Regions from separate parts of the Rattus norvegicus genome. Here region 1 is linked to region 2. A link is a contact called in public Hi-C data. All regions are on one chromosome and are shown on one strand. Each heading gives the region's core, a stretch centred on a gene start, on an enhancer-like site or on the middle of the called end of the contact. The rest is flanking DNA. Distances are from core to core; before and after follow the strand shown.

Evidence for each region. Hi-C and Micro-C count contacts between places; a contact is called where the count stands out from the background.
Region 1: a Hi-C map of liver shows a contact between it and region 2, with 3 times the contacts expected there. The contact joins two enhancer-like sites. A contact is called at or near these places in 3 of 12 Hi-C or Micro-C datasets (kidney, liver and mammary epithelial cells).

What each region holds. Positions count from the first base shown.
Region 1 is chr10:97,488,675-97,494,309 of GRCr8, reverse strand. No RefSeq gene overlaps it. Among named protein-coding and RNA genes, the nearest start is that of Sox9, 810 kb to the left of the region's middle. Within about 2 kb of position 3,284, at least 1 of the 93 cell types and tissues checked has an H3K27ac peak or open chromatin away from gene starts, as enhancers often do. A contact at or near this core is called in liver, where this site is marked.
Region 2 is chr10:97,453,517-97,459,184 of GRCr8, reverse strand. No RefSeq gene overlaps it. Among named protein-coding and RNA genes, the nearest start is that of Sox9, 850 kb to the left of the region's middle. Within about 2 kb of position 2,609, at least 2 of the 93 cell types and tissues checked have an H3K27ac peak or open chromatin away from gene starts, as enhancers often do. A contact at or near this core is called in liver, where this site is marked.

The sequences.
Region 1 (5,635 bases), core at 2,035-4,534, 34 kb before region 2:
GCAGAAGAGAGATAGGCAGAGTTTCCGTACCAGGGTTTGAGGTCTGAGGACAGACCACAAGGAGGAGACAGAAGAAAGTGGAGAGAGGAGAGATATCATAGGGTAAGTGGGTTATGAAAACATGGTCATGGGGGCTGGCCAGTTGGAGTTTAGTGCAGCCCAAGTGGAACATACCAAGTTAGAGCTTGGGTTATTGATGGGGATGTAGACATAATAGCACGGTGGGTAGATATCTGCCCAGCTTTAGTGCTGGTTAAGGCTTCTTAGAAGTATAAAAGTTTTGTGTCTTTTTTTTCCTGGGAACTGAATGAACAAAGACAAGGTAGACATCCCCGATCTGAGATTAAGTAATTACTTCAACACCTGTGATGGAGATTGGGCATCAGAGAACACAGGGTCCATTAGCCTTGAAAAGGAGACGGAGGACTCCAGGAAGCAGACCAGTCAGGTACCTAGGTGGGGAGGGAACACTCAAACCTATTGGCCTGGAATTTTCTGTTTTAATTTTGGAAGCCCTGTGCGCCAGGAAACTCTTCTATCCCAGCCAAAATGGGATGCTAGTTTCTCCCCCCCATAGGTGCAAAGGGACATTGCCATGTCATGAAAGAGTGGGTGGTCTAAACCAGAAGGTTTCTTTTCACTGAAAATGGCAGGACAACAAGGGAGAAAGAACCATGCTTTGGATCGTGTGTCAGGATTTTTTTGACGCTAATATTGAGGGGGTTTTGTTTCATTCCTGTTATTGAACACTTAGAAAAAGTCTCTGAAATCCATAAGAAATTCCTGTTGAGGGCTGCTGAAGTCGAGCACCAGGTAAGAGTGTTAGATGCTCATTCGGAGGACCTAAGTTCAGGTCCCTGTACCAATGCTTGGCACATCACAATTCTAGCTCCATGGGATCCTAAGCCTTCTCTCCAATGGACTTAGAGGGAGCCTTTATCCATGCAAACATACCCACAGCCAAATACACACAATTTAATGATGGTGATGATGATGATGATAATTTAAAGAGATTTTTGTTGAAAAATAAAGTGGTAACATGTAGATGTCTGGAATCACTAAATACACACATACACAAACACACATGCAAATACACACACACACACACACACACACACACACACACACACACACACTCACTCACTTATATGTCCAACAATGAGGAACAAACATAACCTTGCTTGCTCAGACAATCTCAACACACTGTTATCACGCTATACCCCCAGTCCCAGGGTACGCCAGGCAGATCTTGAACTTGTCACCTTTCTGTCTCTGTCTCCAACATACTAAGATTATAGGCATGTGCCTATAGTCACAAAACAACCAAAACCCCTTCTGCAAAATTCTCCCAAGTTGGATTCCTAGCACCCGTTTGGTGGATCACAAAGCGGAATTCTAATTTCAGGGGAAATCTACCTCCCCCTTGTGACCACAGTGGGTACTGCACTCTTGTGGTGCACATGACTATGGGTAGGCAAAACACCCATTTGCAGACACTAAAATTAAAGAACACTTCTAAAAAATATGTCCAACTTGAAAAATTAATATATATATGTGAAAATCTGAAAAAATATATTTGTCAAATTTACCAAGTGTCCTTCAACCCAAATCTCTTTTAACAGCAACGAGGGAGTGAATATATAAATATCTCCTTATTCACAGGTAAAAGGAAACGAACGGCCCTCCAAGGAGTGATACAAGATGGTCATGGTGTCACCGGTAACAAAGAATGTCACCTCCCAACTCAGTGCTTAACGAGTTGTCTCTAGGCAACCTTAATAAAGCTGCACTGAGTATGAATTAGAGCATGCAAGCTTATTAAAACACGCAACCTCTGAGGGGAACGGCAGACATGAGTCTTGCTCCATTAGACTCCTCATAGGGTTTCTTTCCTATGTTCAACCAAAGAACAGCGTTTGCCTCGCCACATCCGAGGGGAGCCAGAGCTCATTCTCACAGGCCCTTGCTGGGAACGGAGACCATCGGGGCACCTCCGAAACAGCAATTTGTGGGTTCCTGCTTTAGGCAGTAATGACCTTGGCTTGTGCAACGCAAACAGAATGCGCCCTAACTCATGAAATCAAGGCACCGTGGTAAACAAAGACTGTGCCAAGCTGGATGGCATTTTGACAGCTCCTGCACATGAAGCATGCGTGGGCCGAGAATCCATGTCCCCAGCTGCGTTTTGGTGTGGACAGCTTGGGGCCCGGGTGAGAGCTATGTCATAGAGTCATTAGCTTGCCAGTGGCGATGTGTGTTGTTGCATTGTTGGACACTGCTGAACTCCGGAAAGGACTCTAAAGTTGTCTGAAGACAGAAAGGCTGGTTGGTTGACTTCACAGAAGTAAATAGAAACTGCCAGACAAAGGCGCTGTGGAAAGTGTTTTTTATGATGTTATGGTGGCGATAGCCACTGGTTTCCACTCCAGAGTTTCTTGTCCACTTAGAACAGCCTAAAAGTCTCCAGAGCTTCCTTCCAGATTGTGTAAATAATTTAAGAATCAGCTGGATACCTTTGGAGTTTTAAGAATCATGATAAATATCTTTAGCATCTCTAAGTGTATTTCTCCATCTCTCTCTCTCTCTCTCTCTCTCTCTCTCTCTCTCTCTCTCTCTCTCTCTCCGTGTGTGTGTGTGTGTGTGTGTGTGTGTGTGTGTGTGTTGGGATAGTTTGCATTTTTGCACACGTGTTGATTGTGTGCCGGGGCATGTATGTAGAAACGAGAGTTTACAGGTGTCCTTCTATCTTGTGTTTGGAGAAAGGATCTTCCACTGGCTTTAATGGGCACTGATTTTATTTTTCTAGGCCGACTTGCCAGCTATCAGCAGAGCGGCACCTCTCCTCGGGGCTGGTACTCCATCACACCAAGATTCCTCACATTAATTCTGATGACCAAGCGTGGGGTCATCCTAGAACACAGTAAGTATTTTACTGACCGAGCTGGCTTCACAGTCCCATATTTTCAGGGCGGAAAAGCCTCTGTGGCCGGAAATACTAAACTACATATCCCTTGTCTGAAGTCACACACTTGGAGGTAAATGCTTGAGATTCAACACGTTAATAAGTGAGTTTTTATGAAAGTGTAACCATGCTAATTCATGTCCAAATGACTGTTTACAAACCTTTAAATGGCTGACGTGTTGTGTTCAGTATGTCTAGCACTCAAAATGCTCAGTAAAAAGAATAGATAAGCCGATTTTTGCCCCTGTGCTGAGTTCCAGGGAATGTCATGTGACTGCGAGTTGTTGCTGATTATCCTGATCATCGTCCTTCATGAGATCAGAGTCCAACTGAGATGGTCACATGTTTTAATAGTGATGCACCATCAGCCACTTCTGACTCCTGCTCATATACCCTTGATTATTGTCAACGACTGCTCGTTTTGCTTTAAGATGTTATTATTAGGAGGGTGCCACTGTCAACAACTAACCAAACCGTTAGCCTTCCACACACCTCTAGTTGTTAAGGAGTGTAACACGAAGACCAGATAAAGACAGAGAGGCAGATCGTTTTGTGGCACTTTATGGCTAACTCTAGCTAAGAATTATGGGCGAGCATTATGACGCTTTGCACATGGCCCCCTGTGGTTCAATATGATTTTATTTTTAGACGTTTAAAACTTGGACTGTGGACCTAAGCCATCGCATAGCCGTAGGCAAGAAATATGAAGTTGGAAGCCCGGCTCTTTTTAAGCTTTTTGATTCTCGGTTTTCTGTCTTCGAGGCAGCATTTTAAAGATGGTATTACATCTCGAGGGCCTACTTTATACCAACCTTGGCTTGTGATGGATAAAACAAATGTGAGACCTTGTAATAAATAAATAGCACCACTTCATATGAAGCAGAATACTAAGAGATGAATCTAAAATACAGTGTGGTCGGAAATAAAGGGCCACGAGTGCGGGAAGAAAAGACGTGCCATGGAGAGTTCAGGAATATGACTTAGCGAATGGCCCAGACCAAAAAGTACTTTAAAAAGAGAACTCTGCTTGTGGAAGTAATTTCTGACTTGGGGTTTGGATATTTAAAGAGCTCACATTCATCTACAAGGCCCCGCAGTGGACAATGCTAAGAAACTCTCTTACTTACTGTGATAACATTTGTATAATATTTGACAGACAGATGCACAAATATCTTTTATCTTTTTCATAACCTTTATTTACCTATTATTTGAAACCTCATACTTGGACATAATGCACTCTGATCTATTATTGGATGTAATACCCCTCTGCCTCCTGTAGCAACCCTCAGGATCCTCAACCATGTCCTCCCTCCCAATCTCTTTGCATTATTTACCTATTTCTCTATTTACTGAGTCTTATTCATATACATGTGTTAGGTCATCCACCGAGGCATGGGAAACTTACCAGGAGTCACATCGCTAAAGAAAAAGCAACTTTCCAGTCTCCAGCAGACAACTGACAATTGTTTCTGTGGAATCCGAAGAGCCTTTCTCCATCTATGCTGGCATTTTGACTCACTTGATCTTGTACGGGTCTTGCACAGGCAACCACAACTGCTTTGAGTAAATGTGTGCAACCATCATGTCAGGTTTGGAAGACAGCATTTCACCGCACTCCTTCCCATCTTCTGTATCCTACATTCATTCTGCACTCACTCCGGTGATGTTCTGTGAGCCCTATAGGAGTATGCTGTGGATGTCCCTTGTGTGGCTAAACACTCAGGTTGGTTATTCTCAGCAGTTATTGACTAATAACCAGTAAAACAAGAAGCTTCTCTGAACAAGGTTAGAAGAAGCACAAATATGAGAACATAAATGCAAATATTTAGAAGCCACACTGACAAGGTGCCTATTTGGCAAAACAATATGTCAATAGGTCTTTCCCTAGACCTGACCTCCCTAGGCATGGGTTCTGATCATATTACAGCACTAGTATGAATTCGCTCCTGGGTAGCAGGCCTCAGATTTGATCAAGCGCATGGTTGGTTGCCCACATAAGCAGTCATGCCACTGTTACACCTGTGAGCGTACCTGGCATGACAGGTGTGCACTGTAGCATCTAAGTCTACTGATAATAGCTGTGGCCTATGCATTGTTACAGTCTTAGTGACATTGTGTTTCAGAATGAGTAGAAATGTAGAAACTATAAACCACTATTATCACCGTCCACCAAATAAAGTAAAATTTGACCCCACCAAAAGAAGAGGATGAGGAGCCAAAAACTGTCATTCCCAAGAAGCTGAAATAATGTATCTCTTCCAGTGAATTGTATTTGGACTCCATAATCATTTGAAATGGAACCCTAAAGTGTATTCAGTAATTGAAATCGAGCCTGTTAAATATCATTCATCTTTCCTTTACTGTACATCTAAATAAAACAAGTGAGAGACAGCCAGAATGCTCTAGAAACAGCCCAGATGTCCCACGATAGAAGAATGAATACAAAAAATATGGCTCATTTACACAACGGAATACTACTCAGCTACTAAGAATGAGGACATCATGAGTTTTGCAGGTAAATGGATGGAACTAGAAAATGTCATCCTGAGTGAGGTCACTCAGACCCAAAAGGACTTGCATGCTATATACTCGCTAATAAGTGGATATTAGCCAAAATAGGTATAGAATACCCAAGATACAGTCCACAGAACTCAAAAAAGTCAACAAGCTGAA
Region 2 (5,668 bases), core at 1,360-3,859:
AGGACCCAACACGTAAGATCCCAAAATAAATCATTATTGTGGAAGATGGGTGTAATTGGGAGCAGTCTGAGGAAATGGTCATCCTGATTTTGTAAAGTTGGAAAAGATGAGCCTTATTCATTTCCATGATGTCAGGGACAGAGTTCCTAATAACTACCTCCGGCTGACACTTACCGGCAGGGCATACCACACACTGACACTGTGGCTGTTTCTCTCTCTCTCTCTCTCTCTCTCTCTCTCTCTCTCTCTCTCTCTCTCTCTCTCTCTCTCTTCCACTAGTCCCACATCCGTAGTTGAAGCAACCATGTATCAGGCAAAGGCAGGTTCACCTATTCCAGAAACCATGAAAATTGCCTACCTGGATGTAGCTGGTGGAAAGGTAAATCTGGTTTATCTTTGTAGAGCGAGATCCTTTGAGGCATGAGTAAGTTCCAAGCATCATTTTCACCTCTGGACTCTAATAAGTGGTCACATGCCTGACTAGAGTCCTTGCCTGGCGTCTGACTTTCATTCTATCTCCCCTCTCTTTGTTGGCAGGGTTCCTGAGCTCTTGAGAGAGCACTGCCTGCCTCTTTTCTCTCCTGTTATCTCTATTGTCTTTCCTTTCAAGACCTCATATGGCTTGTCTTGGTCATCCTGGTCATCTTGGTCATCCGATTGACTCAACTTCTCTTCCTGGATGTTGCTGTGATGAGGAACAGCTCATCCTCTCAGACCACCATCCTTAGTTTAGTCGACATATGTATCCTAGGGCTCCCTCAACCCCCATAAGCCCACTAAACCTAAAATCTGCTGAGTTCATTTTCAAATGTGCTGAGTCTCCTGACTCACGGCTATCGATTAACTCTTCCCTCCTTAAAGCAGATGAGAATACTTAGAATGTGAATCCGCACCTCATTTCTCACAACATGCACTTCTAGTTTAAGAAATGGTGAGCGCGGCAGGCAAAGGAGATATTGGAAGATAATGTTCACCTCTCTGGCTCTACACAGTTTAGACTTTATGGATTTGGGTTCCCAGATTGTATTTTCTAATCTGACATTCCTTGATAGTTCAATTATCCTGAAAGACGTTCTGGAGAATTGCAAAGTGAGTAAAGCCAGAAATGAGAGCACTTCAAAAGAGTCTCGGAGGTAAATGACAGGGAAACGTCGAAGTTTCAGAGCGCCTGCAATTACCAAGAGAGCAGTTGGCTCTTTGCCATGGTGGGGGCTGGCTGAGAAATGGATCCAGGCAGATCTGCTCTGCAACACAGGGTTGGGACACCCAAGCTTGGAGCCAGACGACAGAACAGTTCCTTTGAAAACTGACTAGAAGAAAACCATATCCCCCTTCCATTGCAGAGTTTTTAGCTTAGTAATTCTCTGTGGTGTGAGAGTTACTATGCATGTGCGTGCGCGGCCTCACACACACACACACACACACACACACACACATACACACACACACACACACATGAGAGAGAGAGAGAGAAAGAGAGAGAGAGGCATACTATCCCATCTAAATCTTCTGTGATTCAGCCAGTCCTTTGAGATTGAAGATAATACCAAGTTAAATCCAACTGCAGAGCCAGACTCCAAAAACTGATTGATCTGGAAGCTGGTGGGATATAGCTCCCGCAGAGGTCCCAAGCTAGGTTCTCAGAACCCATGTCACGTGATTCACAAGGGTCTGTAACTCCAGCTCCAGTGTAACGCCACCCCACTTGAACTCAATGATCACCTGCACTCATGACACGGACATACACACAGAATTAAATACCGCCGTAAAAGTCGATCGTAAGGAAAACAGAATTCTTCCCATTCGTTCCTCTCACCTCGGTCTCTCCTTATCCCCTCCCCTCTCCCCCGCGGATGCTTTCTTCTTTCCTATGAGATAGGAAACAACAGTAAAATATTTAGGATGAAGTTAGTCCATTGCCAGGAACCAATGAGTGTTCTATCATTTAAAAGTCATTCTTGGTGTAATCTTACATTGCGTCCAGCAGCATGTAAAAGGCTAGAAGTTTCTGAGAGCATAGTCCTGCCTGTGCCCATGAACTCCCTCCTCAGAGGCTGAACATGTAGGGCGGTGGAAAAGCAAGAGGAAGGTTTGCAATAGAGAGAGCTAAAAGAAGAGGTCGCAGTGCATTTCTTCCAAGTCTCCTTTCAAACCAAGTTTTTACCGTTGCTTTTGAGTTTTGAGGAACAATGTGGAAGCTGGCTGGTAAAAATTGAGAGACCCTTGGTCCTGTCAAGACTCGATGTCCCACTGTAGGGGAATGTCAGGGCAGGGAGGTGGGAGGGAGTGGCTGGGTGGGTGGGGGAGCACCCTCATAAAAGCAAGAGGAGATAGAGTGTTTCTACAGTGGAATCCAGAAAAGGGAATAAAATTTGAAATGTATTAAAAATATGCAATAAAAGAAAAAAATGTCAAAAAATTGTTGCATCTGTTTATGTTTCGGCAAAACAGATCAAGCAGAAAGGTCAGAGGTCATTCAGGAAGAAACAGGATGTGGCGGTCTGTGGTTAAATTTTAAGCCCCATGTATTTGCCTGCTTACAGTGACTTTCATTTCCAAGTATCAAGAACGTGTTCCAGTTTTCATTTTAACTAGGGATCAATTATAGCCCGTGATGCACTACTGGAAAATGGCACAGAGAGGAACACTTACGTAGATTTTCCAAGCTGAAGACTCTCTCTTCGTTCGCTCACAGCCATATTTATGAGATGTTTAGCTTTCGTGACCTTTATCTTCCTTTTTATCCCCTTGGCTACTGACAATCCAGAAGCGGCTTTCCTGTGCCTTTTTACACATTCCTTTTTAAGTTCATTTGTGAGCAGACCTTTACCTTTTTTCTCTGATAACACGGACAAGTCAACAGAAGATAAAAACAGAGAAGAGAAAAAAAAATTTTTTTTTGTCTTCAAAAGCGACTCATCTGGGATTGTGGTGGAGGCTGGGGGATGGATCTTGATCTTTGAAAATAAAAATCCGATGGGTCAAGAGAGTACATACTGCTCTTGCAGATGACCTGAGCTCGGTTCACAGCACCCACATGAGGGGGCAGCTCTCAGCCACCTGCAACTCCAGCTCTTGGGAATTCATTCAGCTCGTTCTTTTAGCCTCGGGTAGCGGGTAGCGGTGCATTCATGCATACATACCCTCCTCCTGCATAGACTCCTAATTTAAAAATATAAATATTTCTTTAACAAAGACCCATTTGCTTAAACCCACTAACCCCTTAGTGCTGCCTGCCTGGGTGCAGGTTGATTAAAATACATTATATGCAAATACAAAGCAATAAAAATAAAATAAGTGTTAATTCTGCAGCCTGCAAGCTCTCGGTTTGAATTTCAACATATTCTCAATTAAACATTTGATATTTCCCTTTAAGATGTTTTCCCTGGGTTCGGTCCCCAGCTCTGAAAAAAAGAAAAAGAAAAAAAAGATGTTTTCCTTGTGTCCTTTATTATAAATTTTACTAAACGTATTTTTGAACTTGATTCTTTACTGGGTAAACTAAGGACGAAAGGACCAGAAGAAAACCTTCACTGACGTAAATGAAGAGCTTACTTTATAGTCTTAAAAGTTACAGACTCTTTTGTATGCCCCACTCTTCTGACTTAGCCCTCTGCCTCATTGTTATTATTAATGTCTGAGGCTGTGCTTGACAGGTCTGTAACTGAAACTTGCTTTGAGCTGATACGTGTCCTGGTGGCCTTGTTTTGCTATTCATAAATATTGCAGCCAGACTTTTAATGGACATTCTAGGCGAAAATAGAGTCGGACTGCTAACGTTTAATTTTTCTGTGTAAAATAAAAGAAGTCCCAAGAAAGCTAAGCATTGGCTGGGTGTATTTGGGGAGACCCCAGGGGGTATATATCACCCTGGGTGGCGTTCATTTTCGTGGTGAAAATTGATTTAACGTGTAACGTTATTAGATTAATCAAGTCCCTTTGGAAGAGGTGATCTTGCAAAAGAGAGTTTGGTTTGACTCGCTCCTTCTGCTCTATTTTGGCCTTTGGAGGGTTTCTCCATCTTGAAGGGAGGGATGGGGAAAGGGTGTGGGCTGAAACCAGCAAGAGCCTTAGGGCTTCATTCAATTGTTCCCTGGGGACTGGGAAGGCTACTTTGCAAAGGTATGCCCAGGGAGTTCCCACAAACATCCTCTTTTCTTTCATGTCTAAACAGAATTTCCTTCCTTGCTGTTCTGCCATAATACATTACTTGCCCAGCCTTGCACTAGCCTTGTCAGATTAATTTATATTTGCTAGCAAAAAGGCAATTCTGTATAACTTGTTGTTTCCTGCATGTCCTGAGACACTGCAAATCTGAGGAAAGCCCCATTTCCATTTGGTATAGCCATTCCTCAGTGGACTACAGGAAACACCATGCTGCTGGAGCCAGATGACCTGGCTTCAAATGTTTGCTTCCCGATTGGATCACTCAGTTAGTTCAACTGCTCTTGACCTGTTTCATTGTTTCTGGAGTGGGAATCGCACGACTACCTGTGCTCTTGGATGTGCAAGGATAAAAAGAATCTTCACAATACAACGCGCAGTACTTAAACGGCAAGAAAATATCTTTAAACTTCACCTCAAGGACCGCAGATTTAGAATTGAGAGAAGAGTAGACTTCAAAATGTTTTACTGTGTGGGAGTAAATACTCGAGTACAATATTTTGGTGAAACTCACTGGACTCATTTCCCTCCAGTTTTTTCTACAACTTTCTTCTCTCAGCTTCATATATGAATCCATTTTCTACAGGATACATACGTACATATATATATGTGTGTATGTGTGTATATGTATATGGTATATATATATGTCTGTATCTGTATATATACATATATGTGTGTATATGATATAGATGTATGTATGTGTATATATGATATATATGTATGTGTGTGAGTATATGATATATATGTATGTGTGTGAGTGTATGATATATATGTATGTGTGTATGTATGTGTATATGATATATATGTATATATATATGTATATATGCATGTATGTGTGTATGTGATGTATATAGGTTCTGTGTGGTGAATTTTGTTTCTTTATATATTTTACCTACCTGGGATTCAATGTGACTTTCAATTTTGTCTCTCTGGACAGATGTTACTGATTTCCTCAGAACTATGATGGAATGATGAAATCACACCTTTTTGCCTCTACACTCGCAATCACACAGATTCTCTCAGCTGTGTGCTTAAAGTCTCTGGGTTTGAAGGTATATGGTGTGTAAAGTGGGCCCTAGCAGCTCAAACGCTTCTTCATCTCATCAGTGATAGAAAATCAAGGAAAGACATAAAAATAGCTATATGCCTAGAGAGATCTGTCGGAGAGTCCAGAACGGTGTTATCTTAGAGAGCGACTGTTTACTCCAACACTAAGTTAATCACACAGAGTTCAGAATGGGGTACAGGTTGAGAATGGTTAAGAGTTAGTTCACTGCACAGTTCAGAAGGAAATTATTCTTCACAGAAATGGCGAAAGGGTAAAGAATGTCTAAGCCTTCGTCGTCTGTCTTTCTTCATTTTTCTTTTCCGGGGTGTTACAGCGTGTAATTCATGGTCTAAGAACACGGAAAAGGAGGCTGTGGGTTTTCTGGCCTCTGGGGTTGGACTCTCAGTTCCTAGGGTTACCCTCATGAAAGAGGGGTGCTGTGCTTTTGGAAGTAGG